2 separate regions of the Mus musculus genome follow, and region 1 is linked to region 2. A link is a contact called in public HiChIP or PLAC-seq data. All regions are on one chromosome and are shown on one strand. Each heading gives the region's core, a stretch centred on a gene start, on an enhancer-like site or on the middle of the called end of the contact. The rest is flanking DNA. Distances are from core to core; before and after follow the strand shown.

The links. HiChIP or PLAC-seq counts read pairs in DNA pulled down with a chosen protein or histone mark.
Region 1: an H3K4me3 HiChIP or PLAC-seq map of bone marrow-derived macrophages shows a contact between it and region 2, with 2.1 times the contacts expected there. The contact joins the enhancer-like site here to the promoter of Hp1bp3 in region 2. A contact is called at or near these places in 3 of 39 promoter capture datasets (the 3T3-L1 cell line, hematopoietic stem and progenitor cells and trophoblast stem cells), 2 of 15 datasets of contacts at CTCF or cohesin (large pre-B cells and pro-B cells), 10 of 484 Hi-C or Micro-C datasets (B cells, CD4 T cells, Th2 cells and 5 more), 15 of 115 datasets of contacts at active chromatin or transcription factors (the 230-238 cell line, the HPC-7 cell line, the SCID.adh cell line and 9 more) and 3 of 9 other capture datasets (adipose tissue, liver and pancreatic islet).

What each region holds. Positions count from the first base shown.
Region 1 is chr4:138,279,491-138,286,711 of GRCm38.p6, forward strand. It overlaps Kif17 (kinesin family member 17), which reads left to right. Exons shown (of 15, transcript NM_010623.4): 6 at 1,867-1,976; 7 at 6,942-7,095. Among named protein-coding and RNA genes, the nearest start is that of Kif17, 21 kb to the left of the region's middle. Within about 2 kb of position 3,556, at least 59 of the 459 cell types and tissues checked have an H3K27ac peak or open chromatin away from gene starts, as enhancers often do. A contact at or near this core is called in the 230-238 cell line and bone marrow-derived macrophages, where this site is marked.
Region 2 is chr4:138,213,092-138,221,032 of GRCm38.p6, forward strand. It overlaps Hp1bp3 (heterochromatin protein 1, binding protein 3), which reads left to right and starts at 3,521. Exons shown (of 13, transcript NM_010470.3): 1 at 3,521-3,649.

The sequences.
Region 1 (7,221 bases), core at 2,306-4,805, 66 kb after region 2:
CGCTCAGGTAGCCAGTGGCCAATGCAGCAGGATCTTTCCCCTTCCCTTTTCCCTGTCCTGACTCCACATCCCCAAGACTGGCAAAGGAATGGCAGGAGAGGGTCAAGTTCTAGTTCCTCAGTGAGTCCCCAGCCCAGCAGCTAACACAGCCCTGCAGAATGGGCGCCCTTCTCAGGTTAGAGCCCTGATGCTCAGCGGGCAGTAGTGGCTGGCCTGGTACCAAGTACTGTGCTGAGATCAAGCAGCGGTCAATAGCTTACCTGGTCCTTTGGGCATGTCACCTAGCCCCTGGAGCTTGCGCCCTTTATCAAGATGGAGTCAGGTGTCCTGCTAGGTTTCTGCTGGGGGTGGGGGGAAGGCACTTCAGAAGGCAATACCTAAAGGCAGAGCCTCCAGGTGACCAGGGTCGTAGACCACGCATGTGTGTGAGACTCCTAGCCTAGTGTGCAATACCATTATTGTGTGGCCTCAGCCTCTGACCCCGGAGCTACTGCATATTTCTTCTCCCTGTCCCTTTTGCAAGCTGTGGCGTAGCTGTCTGCCTCTTGTAGCTACCTCAGTGGGCTCATGTTTCTCTCCCGGACACCCTCTTCTTGCCCCTACTCCAGGCGGGCCTGCCCCACCCATCGAATAGCCCAGCCTCGTGGCCTCTACTGTAACCCTCCTCTCTAAACCCTTACTCTTGGGGCTGGAGAGGTGACTCAGTGGTTAAGAGCCCCGACTGCTTTTCCAAAGGATCGGGGTTTGATTTCCAGCACCTACACGGAAGCTGTAACTAACTCCAATTCCAGGGGATCTGACATACTCTTCTGGCCTCTGTGGGTACTAGACACACAGGTGGAGCATGGACTTATATTTATAATGCTGGTACCGTGCACGTAAAAAAAAATCAATTAAAATGATTAAGTTAGCATGGTGGTGCGGTGGCGCACGCCTTTAATCCCAGCACTTGGGAGGCAGAGGCAGGCGGATCTTTCAGTTTAAGGCCAACCTGGTCTGCAGAGCAAGTTCCAGGACAGCCAGGGCTACACAGAGAAACCAACAACAAATAACAACAAACCAAATACACACACACATACATATACATAAACACACACACACGCACACACATATATATACATATACACACACACACACATACATCCACACACATACACATATATACATACACACACATACATCCACACATATATACATATACACATATACATATACACAGACACACAATATATATACACACACACATACATATACAGACAGACAGACAGATACGTACATATACATATTAAAGCCTGACTCGCCAGTTGCCCTCTGCCCCTTTTCCCACCTTTTTTCCCATACACTCCTTCGCACTCCCTCCCTGACATCAATGCTGACTGTGCCCAGGTCTCCTGGGTCTTCCCCCGCTCCCTCCCCCTGGTACTCACTGCTGAAGCTTTCAGGGCCTGGCTTCCTTTCCTCTCCTCTCCATCCGCTGTCCCCATCACCCTAGACATCCCAGCATAGGTCTGGAGCTGCTCTGGTCTTTCCACTCTACCGCTCTGTCTGGAAGCTCTTCCCCCATCTCTGCCTGGCTCTCTCCTCTCCCCTGATTCTGGCTCCATCTGCTCTCCACTGAGGTCTTCCTGAGGTCAGCATCGGGGCACTCAGCTTCTGAGCATCCTCCCGCCCTTCCTTTGTGACCATTACACTTTTGCTCACTTTTCTCTCCTAGCACGCAGTGCACGGTGGTGTGTCGGTGTCTAGTGCTATGTCCCCAGTGACCTGAACTCTCCGGTGACTGGTGGATTGCGTTTTACAGAGGGGCACATTTATGCCTGGTCCCTGGGTGCTCACCCTCCGCTTCTCCTGTCTCTTTCTCTCCAGCCCTGCTGTCCACTCAGACACCCCCAGGCCCAGTCCAGTCTGAGGAGAAGCTGCTGTCCCCAACTACTGTCCAGCAGGACACGGAGGCTGAGAAGCAGTTGATCCGAGAGGTGAGACCCCAGTGAGCTGCCAATGTGAAGGAGCGGATGTCCCAGGGAGAGCCAGTACCTGCAGGGTGTCATCCTGCTTCACTTCCGTGGGCTTGGCACCATGGTGCCCTCTTCTTCTGAGGAAGCTGGGGCTCAAAGACTTTTCCAAAGTTTTAGGGAACACAGGAGTATCAAAGAGTTGAATTCAGCGGCACCTTTAATTTAGTCCCAGCACTCATGAGGCAGAAACAAGTGGATCTCTGTAAGTTCGAGGCCAGCTTGGTCTACAGAGTGAGTTTCAGGACAGTCAGGGCTACATGGAGAAACCTTGTCTCAAAAAAACAAAACAAAGCAAAAAACCCAAACAAGAGTTGGACCCAGGATTTGAACTTGGGTTCCTGACCTAGACAGCAGAGTGGAGAGCAGGCTGTTTGCCTTTGGCACTGCAGCCAAGCCTGGGCCTCAGAGCAGCTTGGCCTGTTTAGCCAGGGTGAGTATAGCATCAGCTTCACCTGGGCCCCGGGTCCTCACCCCGTGTGTCTCCCAGCATCTCTGGAAGCAGCAGGACAGGGGATCTACAGGGATACAAACATAGGGAGACACAACAGGGACTCCTTCTCAACTCCAAGCTCTGCGGGCTTCCAGAGGCCCCTGCCACTTGAAGACTGCCTGCTAGCTCTGCCTGGTGGCTTGGTGTTCAGAGGTCCCTGTGAGGAACTGGTTGTTCCTGAGGAGAATGCTGACACTAGGCAGGAGCAGTTTTGGGGAGCTCTAGCCTGGCTCCCAAGCCTACAGCTGGATCCCTTGCCTCTCAGTTATAATCTCAATTAGGGGCCAGACCTCGAAACTCTTGTCAGGATGTTGGACAAAGAGCCTGCTTTGGTGGCTGCAGTCCTGAGAGCTCTGCCCTTTGGGACCGTCTAGGGTAGGTCTGGGTACCAAGTCCGCCTCTAGGACCCAAACCTTGCCCTTAGTGGAGGTGGCAGTAAGAAGAGACAGACCCTTGGCCAAGCAGTGGTGGCACATACTTGCAGTCCCAGCACTACAGAGGCAGAGGTAGGCAGATCTCTGAGTTCAAGGCTAGCCAGGTCTACAGAGTGAGTTCTAAGACAGCCAAGGCTACACAGAGAAACGCTATATTGAACAACAAAAACAAACAAAAACAAAATGAAGAACAAACACCAACAATACAAAACAAATCAAAGACAAAAGAAGAGACCCCTGGGGAGGACTAAGCTTGTCAGCATCCCATTAGGGTAGCAGCCCTTCCTGTTTTCGGAGTGTTGGCTCTCTGCAGGTAGCAGTGACCCGGAGCCACACCAAGTGACTTGGAGTGGCTGTGGAATCTTATAATGCCTAGTAGATTTGGGTCACAGATCCTCAGGGGAGGGGAGAACCGGATAATATTAGGATGGAACCCTCTACATAGGCTTCCTTGTGGTCTGGTTGAATGTTGGCTCCCCTAGTGGTCTCCAAGGAGAACACACCCCACTCTGGACAGACAGTCTCTTGTTAGCTACCAAGTGAAAGTGATAGATAGGCATTGCCTGCCTCTCCTGCCTGTAATTTAGAGGACGGTATCAGAGGTGTGGATGTCTCCCCCTAGTGGACAGTGTAGGCCATCAGAAGTGTGGATGTCTCCCCCTAGAGGATGGTATAGGCTATCGGAGGTGTGGATGTCTCCCTTGCTTCCCTTCCATCTTCCTGTGCATCTTTCTCTTCTGAGTTGTATTCTCTGAGTGCCTACTGTGTGCTGAGAACCGCATTCTAGGATAAACCTTAAAATGAAGCCCCTGTGTAGACAAAGGGGGCTCTTCCTGGAGGCAGCTCAGCTGTGAGTGAGCTCATGCCATGGTTCCGGGCTCCAGTCAGAATGGGGAGGTTTGGACTGGAGGGTCCCCGGGGTTATCTGGTTTTTCATTGTATAAGTCCTGTTCTGGCAGGCTTCGTGGCTGGCAAATGGTTTGAGCTCTCTGGGCCAACATTTCATTATCTGTAGGACATCCACCATGATGCAGCCTTCCTGTTGTTTTGAACCGGCTATACAAGGACAAAAAACAAGGTCCCTTCTCATCCATGAACACTACACAGAAGCAGGGGTCAGGGTTTGTGCTCCATCCTCATCTTCCCATAGCAAGCATGAGCTGAGCTTCTGTTTGGGACTGGGGCCATAGCTGGAAGCCACAGTCCTGGGGGTGCGGGTTGCTTTAGACACAGAAAGAGCCAAGACATAGAACTGCCAGCAATGGCCCAGGACAGAGTAAGACAAGGGATTTCGTATGTAAAGGCCATGGAGGGAACTTCTGTAGCCTGCAGGACAGGCAGGGCAGGTAAAAACTTGGCTACGCAAACAGGCATCCTGCGATTTAGCCCCACCCCACCTCACCCCCATTTAATATCGAGATTGGAAGGCAGGACTAGCTGGGCAAGGTGGTGCACGCCTTTAATCCCAGTACTCGGGAGGCAGAGGCAGGCGGATTTCTGAGTTTGAGGCCAGCCTGGTCTACAGAGTGAGTTCCAGGACAGCCAGGGCTATCCAGAGAAACCCTGTCTCAAAAAACAAAAACAAAAACAAAAATGAAGGCAGGACTGTAGTGAGTGGGTACACGTGCCTTGGTGTGCACAAACCTGTGCACAAGCAGATGTGTGTGCATACCTGTGCATGCGTACACATGTAGGTTTTGTGGTTTTGGCTGAGGTCCAGGTGGATGGGCTGAGGTCACTCACAGAGTCAGGGGCTGTGCTGAGAAGAAGCAGTGGGGACTGCAGAGGTGAGGGGCTAAGCAGGCCAAAGACTGATCCAGTGCTGGGGTGGGGCTCTCCAAGGAGTAAGGAAATGGGTGAGAGGAGGTGAGGGGACAACATGTGGGGGGTTGAGCTGGTGCTGTCAGAGAGCCTTAGTGGCCCTGCATGTGACCCTGAAGATGCACTGGATAGTCCTCAGGGTGCGTGCATGCTGGTGACAACGCTGACGCCCAACAGCAGCTCTCTAAACAGACCAATGGAAGCAGAAAAGATGAATGGTGGAGAGTGGCCAAGTTAGTAAGGAAGCCCCTATTAGCCCTGAGCATGAATTTGCCAGGGAGCAGGCTAGAATCCCTGAGGCAGGAGAGAAGTAGGCGTTTCTGGGTAAAGCAAGTTACCAGAAACCCAGATATGCTATAATAATGATAAATTAACAATAACGACAACAACAACAACAACAATAATAGGTAGTGGTAGTAATAATAAAACATAAACACAACGGAGCAGGGCTGAGAGTCCACACTCTGAGCTCTGCCCTTGCTTAGCCTCTCCCTCACTGTGACACTGACACAAACAACTTTCAAAGTGAACCATCTGATGGTTCACTTATGGGATGGTGTGGTCCATCATCAGGGCAGGCATTGCCCTGTTCCTTGGACCTGTCTGGGAGCTTCATCACAGGCAGAGGTGTGTCTCCTCACTAACATGGGTGCTTCTCAGTCCGTTCAGGTTGGCAGCTGTCCTAATTTCATTTCTGTTGTTGTGAGAAAATATTCTGACAGAGAACAGCTTATGGGAGAAAGGGTTGATTCTAGCTCATGATTCTAGGTTCCAGCCCATCATTTTGCAGAAGTCAAGGCTGGGACCTTAAACAGCAGTCATAGCCCATCCACAGTCAGGAGCAGAGAGCTGTGAGCGCATGCACACTTGCTTGCTTTGCCCAGCTTGATTGCGCTTATACATTCAGGTCTTCCTGCCTAGGGAATGGAGCCACCCACAGTGGGCGGCATCAAGTAACATCATCAAGATAATCCTCCATAGACAAGACCACAAGACAACCCAGGGTAGACAGTCCCTCCCTGAGACTCTTCCCAGGTGAGTCTAGGTTGTGTCAAGGTGACAGTTAAAGCTGAGCATCCCAAGTCAAGTTGGCAACCATTATGCCCACCATGCATGAAGACCTGGGTTCCATGCTCAGCGCAGAGAAAAACAACACAACAACAAAAACGTGTTCTTAATTTTAAAAGAAGGAGCTGGAGTGATGGCTCAGTGGTTATGGGTACTAGTTATTGTCCCAGGGGACCAGGGTTCGATTCCCAGTGCCTCTAAAGTGGTTCACACCATCTGTGATTCCAATGCCAGGGCATCCAGCACCCTTTTCTGGCTCATGTACATAGTGCACAGATCTACCCACACCCATACACTTAAAATAACGTAAAACAATAATAATAAGAAGAAAAACAGGATGTCCAAGGGCCAGCAGGATTCTATCACATGGGGACTCGGGTTCAATCAAGGAGTTTAGACTACCCACGAACCTAGGAGCCACCCATAAACCTGGGAGCCAACCCATCCTGGGAAACACCCACCCTAAGCAGAGAATGTGATGTTATGCAGCAGGCAGCAGCAATGTGGGGTTTTGCTGAGGTTGAAGCAGGAGTAGATGTGGGGCCAAGCAGGTTGCTACTGAGACAGGAGCCAGTGATGACAGCAGAGATGGAGAGGGAAGCGGGTGGTGGCAGCGCGTGCTTTAATCCCAGCACTTGGGAGGCAGAGGCAGGGGAATCTCTGTGAGTTTGACACCAGCCTGGTCTACAGAGTAAGTTCCACAGAGAAGCCCTGTCTTGAAAAACAGAGACAGAGAGAGAGAGAGAGAGAGAGAGAGAGAGAGAGAGAGAGAGAGAGAGAGAAGAGACAGAGACAGAGACAGAGACAGAGACAGAGACAGAGACAGAGACAGAGATTATTACCAATGGCTTGAGTACCACAGGTGGAAATGCGGGTTAGATGAGGGAAGGCATTCATGGCGTTGTGAAGTGTGAAGAATTACATGGAAACATTCGTGGAAAGCATCAGTCCATCAAGACTGCACAGAGAACCGACAGAGGGCTGTCACCAGAGAACTGTCACCCCCATGTGACACAGGGACTTTCACCTCATTCTCCCCTATGTTATCTGAGTATCCAGAACTGGAGGTCAAGTTGTGAAGGCTGGCCACCGCTGTGTCCCCTTCTACCCCAGGAGTATGAGGAGCGCCTGGCCCGCCTGAAGGCTGACTACGAGGCAGAGCAAGAGTCTCGGGTCCGGCTGCAGGAGGACATTACTGCCATGCGTAACTCGTATGACGTGAAGCTGTCCACACTGCAGGAGAATCTGCGCAAGGAGAAGGAGACAGGTGCACTTTGCCCTGGGGCGACGTGGGAGCCCACTTCCTGTTTCCCTTACAGATGGGTGAAGGGTCCCTGCATGGTAGGCTCAGGTCTCTCTCATTTATATAACAATCCAGCCAGGCAGATCCCAC
Region 2 (7,941 bases), core at 2,271-4,770:
AGATGGAGCAACCTACTCAGTTTGCTGGAATTTCCTCGGTTTAAAAACTGAAAGTCTGGCCCAGACATGGTGGCATGTGCCTTTAATCCCAGCACTCAGGAGGCAGAGGCAGGAGGATCACTGTGGGTTCAAGGTCAACCTGTTCTACATAGTTCAGAATCCTTTTCTTTCCTGTTGCACCCAGGGCCTCACACATGCTAGAGCAAGTGCTCTGCAGAGCTACGCACCAACGCTAGCTTGTAAGCCTTTGTCAAAAGCTATTGGGCGTAGATGTGTTTCAGAGTTATACACTTCTATTTATTGGGGTTCATATGTGTAAATGTGGGAGTCACTTCTCTCCAACCATATTGGTTTCTGGAGCTCCAACTCAAGTTGTCAGCCTGTTGGCTGTCTCCTTTACCAGCTGAGCTATCTCACCTGGACTCCAGAATTCTGAGTATTTCTGTCTCTTCCTTTACCCTACTAGTGATTGAACCTAGGATCTTTCTCAGGCCAGGCAAATAGTCTACCACTGAGCTATATACATCCCTAACCCTGGAATACAAAAGTTTTGAGAAGAACTTTCAAGGTTGATTATTATGCTAAAAAGGAGTTATAACTATGGCCACCAGTAAACGGAGAATGTGTAATGGGGAGGAAGGGTGTCCAGGCATACTGCTTATCTGGCGTCAGTGACATCACAAACAATAACAGAAACTCCTATGGGCCCTTTCCCTAGCCTCCATTTCCTTCTCTAGATAGATATGAATGGTCAATTCTGTTACTCTCCCATCTCAAGAGCCAGTAATTGAGAGTCACTGTCCAGTCTTCTGGCTGGACATCAGGAAAATCAAGTGACATACCGCCAACCCCAGTCTCATTCATACTGGACACCCTGAAGGAACCCAAGCCTGAAACTGCAGTCCTGCCACCACAACTCTTGCAAAGAAATGAGTCACTCCATTGGAAACAGAAACCTCTCCCTCCCTGACATCCAAAGTTTATTCTTCAGAGCTCTTGAAGTAAATATGAGCTATGACTAAGACGGTAAGCATTGTTCTGTGCTCAGCCTTGTGACTGCACCACTGGGTTCTGGGCTGGAACTCTGCGAGTCAGTCAGCTGTTGCTTCATCTTTATCCATCTTTATGCCTAACTCTAAAGTCACCCCCTCTTTTCTATACAAACATGAAGTTTTAGTCCAACAGACTTTTGTGTCCTACAGGTCTACATCTAAGGACTCGGGAGGGAGAAAAAAACAATTATTGCCTTAACAACAGGCTGTGGATTCTGCAAAACTTGCTATATGCTAAGTTAAACATACCTTAGCTTTTGTTGAAATCTAGAGAGTGACTTCCTCAGGGTTTGATTTTTCAAGACAGGGTCACATAGCCTTGACTGTCCTGGAACTAAGTAGACAAAGCTAACCTTGAACTTCGAGAGATCTGCCCCACTCTGCCTTCTGAGTACTGTGATCAAAGGGATGGTCCCATTGTACCAGGTTCCAAGTATTTTCTTGAAACGTATGACACTCAGGTTTTGGCAAGAACTTGGTTTTATGTTCTTGAAATTTTTGTCCTATCATTTTGCTTTCTTCTACATAAGAGTTGTTTGTTTGTTTGTTTGTTCTTAAATCTTAGGCAAAACTCTGTATGTCTCTCAATTCTTATTGGGCTCATCTTGCATGAGGTAGGACTTAAAAATGTGACTTTGAGGCCACTCTGATCTACATAGTAAGCTCCAGGCCAGGCAATGTTGTATTTTATAAAAATAGAGAAACCAGGGATATGTTTGATAGAGGCCAGGTATAATGTGAGATAAGGGGGTGTCTCTGTGGGCCCATGCTGAGGCATCCCTTCCCCCTGAGAGACCAGCCATAGATGGATGTAGTGTATAGAATAGGGTTTATTCAGGGCATGGGGAGGGGAGTTGGAAGGCAGAGAAAGAGGGGGGGGCAGGTTATGACCATGTGGAGAGGGAGGGGCAAGGGGTGAGAGGTCAGAGCAAGAGCAAGAGATCGAGGAGGGGGCAAAGAAGCGCCTTTTTTAGTGAGTTAGACACACCTGGCTATTGCCAGGTAACTGTGGGACATAGCCTAGATGAAATGTCAACAGGCAAAACTACATAGAGAGATCCTGTCTCAAACAAGGACACACACCAAATGTAGCAAGTTCCCAATTATGCCAATACATAAAAGTGGGATGGGGACAGGTGTCTCCGTGGCTGAGGTCCCTTGCTCTTGTAGAGGATCTCGGTTTGGTTCCCAGCACCCACATCAGACAGCTTACAACCTACTAACTCAATTCCCAGGAGTGCAGACAATCCTTAGACATCTGCACACACCCGGAACACATACAAACAGGTACACACACATATAAAAAATTAAAAGATGGTTTTAAAACAGAATTCTTCAAAAAGACCAAAATCCCTTTTTAATATTTAATTTTTTTTTCATATGACATACTTGATCAGGTCCCCTCCTCTCCAAATCCTCTCAGATCCTCCCCATAAATCCCTTTGAAGAGATTGCCCATGATCCCAGTGTTCAGGGGAATGGGTGATGTCACTAGTACAGACGCTCACCAGGGAGGAATTTTTGGTGGGGTGATTTATTTAATCTTCTTAGAACCCTTGGAGTTTCAGCCACTCTGGCAGGTGGAGAGGACTGAAAGTGTGTCTAATTGGTTTCCGTAATAAGCGCTTTGATTGACCTGCAGTTGCGGTGCCATGCATGTACCAGGCCGATACCCACAAGACTCCGGCTACTTGAGGTACATTGAATTTTTCCAAAGTGGCTTTGAAGAACTACACCTGCAATCCTTCATTTCCTTTTCCTTCTTTACACAGGCTCTCGTGCATTCCAAGCTGGCCTCAGGTTGGTTACCTACCCAAAATGGCCTTGAAATTTCGATCCTCTTGATGCCACCTATTGAGTCTGCGTCATCACACTGGGCTCTAGGTGCTGGCGATGGCACCCAGGGCTTTCTTCAGACTAGACACATACTAACAACTAAACTACTTCTTCAGCCCCAAGAACTACAATTTTCAAAGGCGGTGGTGTGCACATTACATGAATAGGCAGATCTCAACGTAAAGTGCCAAATAAAAGGCGACTCCCTTCTAATTCCGTGGTTTCTTTTGGGTGCTGGGGGTGGGGAAGCTGTCTGTGCATGCAAATCAAGAAGCTGGGGGCAGCCCGGCTCACGCATCTTCCAGGCCGTGTATGACCAGTCCTTGCTCACTACACTGCCAATTCCCTGTGGACTCAGGAAGTGGCTGTTGTTGTCTAGCACCGTCTTCCAGGGCTAAAGGGAGGCTGGAACCCCAAACCCGAAGGACTCGGGGTCGGAGACAGAGACTGCGCCGAGCACGCAGGACGCAGCCAGGAAGCTAGCGCTCCCAGCCACGCTCTGCCTCCCGTCGTCCGCCGTTCCCCCCCACCTCCCCCACGAGCGCCCTGTCGCGCCCCTGCGCGCCCGCCCGGGGACCCACTTGGCGGGCGCGCGCGGGGGCGGGGCCGGCGCGGGGGCGCGCGCGTGAGGCCGCGGGCAGGGGGGCGGGGCGGCAGAGCTCGGTGCCCGGCCTGGAGGACAGCGGTGTCGCGAGTCGGCGATCGGTGGTCCGCGGCAACGCCGAGAGGCCGTACGGGAACGCGGGCGCCGGAGCTCAGAGGTAACGCGGGATGGACCCGGACCCGGCGCGCAGGGAGTGGGCGCGAGCTCCGTGCGCGAGTGAGTAGCGGAGGGCCACCGGCCTGGGCGCTGACGCCGCTGCCCGGGCGCAAGAGGCGGGACGCGGGCACCGAAGGCCGGCGGCTTTTGTCCGTCCGCCGCGGCCGCTGCGCCCTCTCGCGTCGCGCCCGCCACCCGGCCCCTGCCCCTGGCGCGCGGGCCACTCGGGCCCCGCGGCGCGCGCTCCCGCCCTTGTTTTGTTTGGACTTGGGGAGGAGGGGCAGCTCTTCTCGGGTCGGGCCCACCCCCCCTCCGTGCTTGTCTCAGTGCGCATGCTCCGGCGTGCGCCGCGGAGCCCTATTGGCTGCGGGCTTGCGCATGCTCCGAGGCCTGTGGCCCGACTTCCGCCGCGCCCTCCTCCCCTCGGCCTACTGTCAACTTGTCTTCAAGCCCGGTTCGAAAGATGCCGGCACTAGTGAGTGGCTGCGGCGGGCCCGCCCTCCCGGCTTCTCCGCCCCCGCCGCCGCCGTGGCCGCCATTACGGAGTCCCCAGTGGTGAGTGTGCAGAGCTGAGGCCACGCCGGTCGCCGCTGGTCGCCGCCGGGTCCCCGCAGCCAGGAGCGCGGCGTGGTCTCTGCGCGGTACCTCCGCCGCCGCCCTCAGCAGTCCCGCGCCCATCTTACTCCCCACTCCCGCTAGCCCTGCGCTGTCACCGCCACGGCTCTCTGTCGCGCAGCCGCTCGCTCCCGCCTTTGTCTTCGCTGCTCCTCCGGGCGATGCTCAGCCTCTGGGCGCTGTCGCTTCGCTGCTGTCGCCGCCGCCGCTACCCCGACGGCCTTGCGCTTCTGTGTCCCCCGCGAGCCTACACCTCCCCCGGCCTCCGCCGCGCTCCCCAGGCCGGCGCAGGATTGTCAGTGGCAGCCGTCTTAAGCCTAGGCCCGAGTCGATCCAGACTTAAGCAGGCAGTTTTCCTTAACGCCCTTGAGCTAAACCCTCCTTCACAGCCAGAAGTGCTCATGACTTCTCCCCCAGGCTGCTTTACTGCCCTTCTCCGACTGCCCGTTGCTTTGGAGAACGAGTCTTATTAGACCTGGACCTCATACGCAAGCATCTTAGACGTGAAATGTGTCTAGAGAGTCATTCTGCATTTGATCTTAGCCAGAAGGGCCTAGAAGCTATTAGGAAATCGTTTGAAGTTTTTAATTTTTATTTTATCTTCAATTTTATCTTCAGCATAGGCCATATAAGGCTGCCACGAGCTTTCAGTTTCAGAGTGATTTGTTCAAAGCTGCTCTCAAATTTTGTTTTTGAGGTGGTCTCCCTAATGCTTCCTTGGGACTCTGTGCTCCTCCTGCCTCAGCCTCCTGTGTGTGAGTGCAGGGGGTGCTACTGTGAACTGACACCGGAGAGTACACATGTAGTAGGGTTAAGATTGAGGTTCTTAGCCCTAGCTTTCATACTTACTTAGGAGGTGGACCCCTGGACGCTGACTAGGAAGTTACTGAGGCCTGTGCAGATGCAAGTCTAAACTGGAGCCCTGTGGAGCTGTGTGTTTGATCGGCCTCTATCCCTGGCCGTGATAGATATCACTACATGCTACTTAATGAAATGGGAAAGTCGCTAGCAATCACGATGTTTTATCTGAGTGAGGAAAAGCCTGGGAGCTGTGTGAGGGATTTACTGGTCTGTTAGTGACATTAGAAAGGATGCATATTACATGGAGTTTATGGTGACACTCTTGCTAAAAATGCTGACGCAGTAATTTGAAATACATGCCGTAGCCCCAGACCGGCTGCCTTTTCTAATGGCATAAACTACCACCATGGAATTGGGCTTTCTACTTCTGCAAGTTTTTACTGCCTGTATTAAAACAATTTAGGCATCTCCTTTGTCAAAAGTAAGTCATGTTACTATTTACGCATTCAATAAAAAGAACCCAAAATTTGTGGCCACAGGAGAACTTGATAAACCCTAAGTGGAAATATAGTTTGGTTTCCACACCATATGAAGCCAGGTTAAAGAACCATTTTCATTCTTTAGCAAATATTTGTTGAACTCTCATTCTGACCCTGTTATCTTTTAGGCACCCAGTTTTGTATCTGTGACTCAGTAGAAAAAAATGACCTATCCACTTCCAGAGTGGTGTGCAGCTGTAATGCCAGCACTGGGGAGGTGGGCTAACCTGGGCTATTAAGATCCCCCTTGACTCCCATCCCTGCAAAAAATATCCCGGCCAGGGAGCTAATACAGCTGTCTAAAAGGTCTTATCATTCAGAGTCAACGGTTGGAACAAAAAGTTCTGTTACAAGGTACACTGACAGTGTTAAGGCAGTCCTGGCTACCCATCCATGCTGTTAGCTGTTAATGAGAAGTGAATTTAAGCTGGGCATAGTGGCACACGACTTTAATTCCAGCACTTGGGAGGCAGAGGCATGTGTATCTCTGTGAGTTTGAGGACAGCCTTATCTACATATTTCCTGGACAGCCAGGACTACATTACATGTGAAACTCTTATGTTTCAAACAAAAAGTGAGCTTAACAACCCACAAAGCCTATTACAGAAGGACAAAAAAATACTATGGGTTGGCGTTCTGTGGTTTTAGTAAAGAAATTCAGAAGTGAGGCCGACATTTTAAAAAATATTTTCCCTAAATAACTCTAGGTGTTTTCTATTACGTGCATTGACTTGGGATGGGGAGTGTGGGGCTTGTGCTGAAGTCAGAAGACAACCTTGAGAAGGAGGTTCTCATGACTCCACCCTGTGCACCCCAGGGGTCACAATCAGGTGATCAGGCTTGTCTGTCTGAGTGTCTCAGGCTGTGTGCGTGGGCATGTGTGGCTTCAGCAGTGTCACTTCCCAAAGGATGATGTGATCGGAGTGGTTTGCTTCTGTGTCGTGCTTGCCTGGGGAAATACCACCTTTATTTACATTTCCTTGTTATTATCAGGTATATTATTACATAAGTACTATTTGTTTGCACTGAAATCCTCATGCAAACAAACTAAGTAATGCTCTGAGCCATCCTGGCTTCTTTTTTTTAGGGGCGGGATGTCTCTGTGTGGCCCTGGCTGTCCTGGAACTCATTGTGTAGGCCAGGTTGGTGTCACACTCCGAGATAGATCTCTCTGCCTTTGCTTCCGTTACCCCTAATGCTGAGGTTAAATGAACGCAACACTATATGTAGCATGTTTTACATTGGTTGTGTGACTGTCAAGAATTTTAAATATTTGTAAATATTTCTAATTTGCTGCTGCCAATGAGAGATTTGTTTGGGCAGTCTGAGTGGGCAGACTGAGGAAGGACTGGGGAGATCTTACACTGCCGACCATCCTGTCTTAGCCTCCTATAGTGTTGGGTCACGTTGAAGGTACTGTCCCAGCTGCATTCTTCCAGCTGTCTTTGCAACTGATACAGAAGTGTGGAGTCACTGCTTGTGTTTCCTGAAGATTTTCTCTAGTTGAAAGCATTCTGTTTGATGTTTTCAAAGTTTATTCAGTTTGTTGTGGCCTGGGACTATTATATGACATGCTAAAGGGCCTTAAATGTCTAAAAGACTCAGAGATTAAAGTAGGAATTAAATTAACTATTCCTCATCTTTGTTAATTGCTCGTCAGCACAGAGGCCTAAACACTAAATAAATAGCCATTTTCCTCTACTAATTTTACTGTAGACTGTCAGGGTCCTAGATTTAGATTGTATGTATTGCTTGCACATGCATGTACATGTGTGGAGTCCAGAGGTCACAGACAAGAGTCCTCAGTTGCTCTCCATCTTCTATTGTGAGGCAGGGTCTCACACTGAGCCTGGGCCTCGTCTTTCACCTACATTGGTTAGCTGTTGACCTTTGAGGATCCATTGCCTCGCCCTCCCAGGACTCAGGTTATAGATGGGTACCCCACATGCAGCTTTTACATGCATGTTCCACATGCTTACAGGACACTTCACAAGCTGAATGTGCCCCCTCTTGTTTGTTTTTCTTTTTTCTTTTTAAGGAGACAGGAATGTTGATGATCAGGTAAATTTCGGTGACTACATGAGGTTTATTTATTTGTGGGTTCTTGTTTGTTTGTTTACTTGTTAAGAGCTACTTCTTTAGCTCAGGATGGCCTACAGTTCAGAATTCAGAATGTATCCCCTCCTGCCTCAGCTTCCTGAGTTCTCGGGTTACAGGCACGTGGCACCATGTCACTTAATTTGTAGATATTTGACTATGCCTTTTTCTGTATGCACTGGCTTAGGACACACTAGGTCAAGGCTGTGGGTGAGCAATACTTCTCCTGCGTGCTGATCTA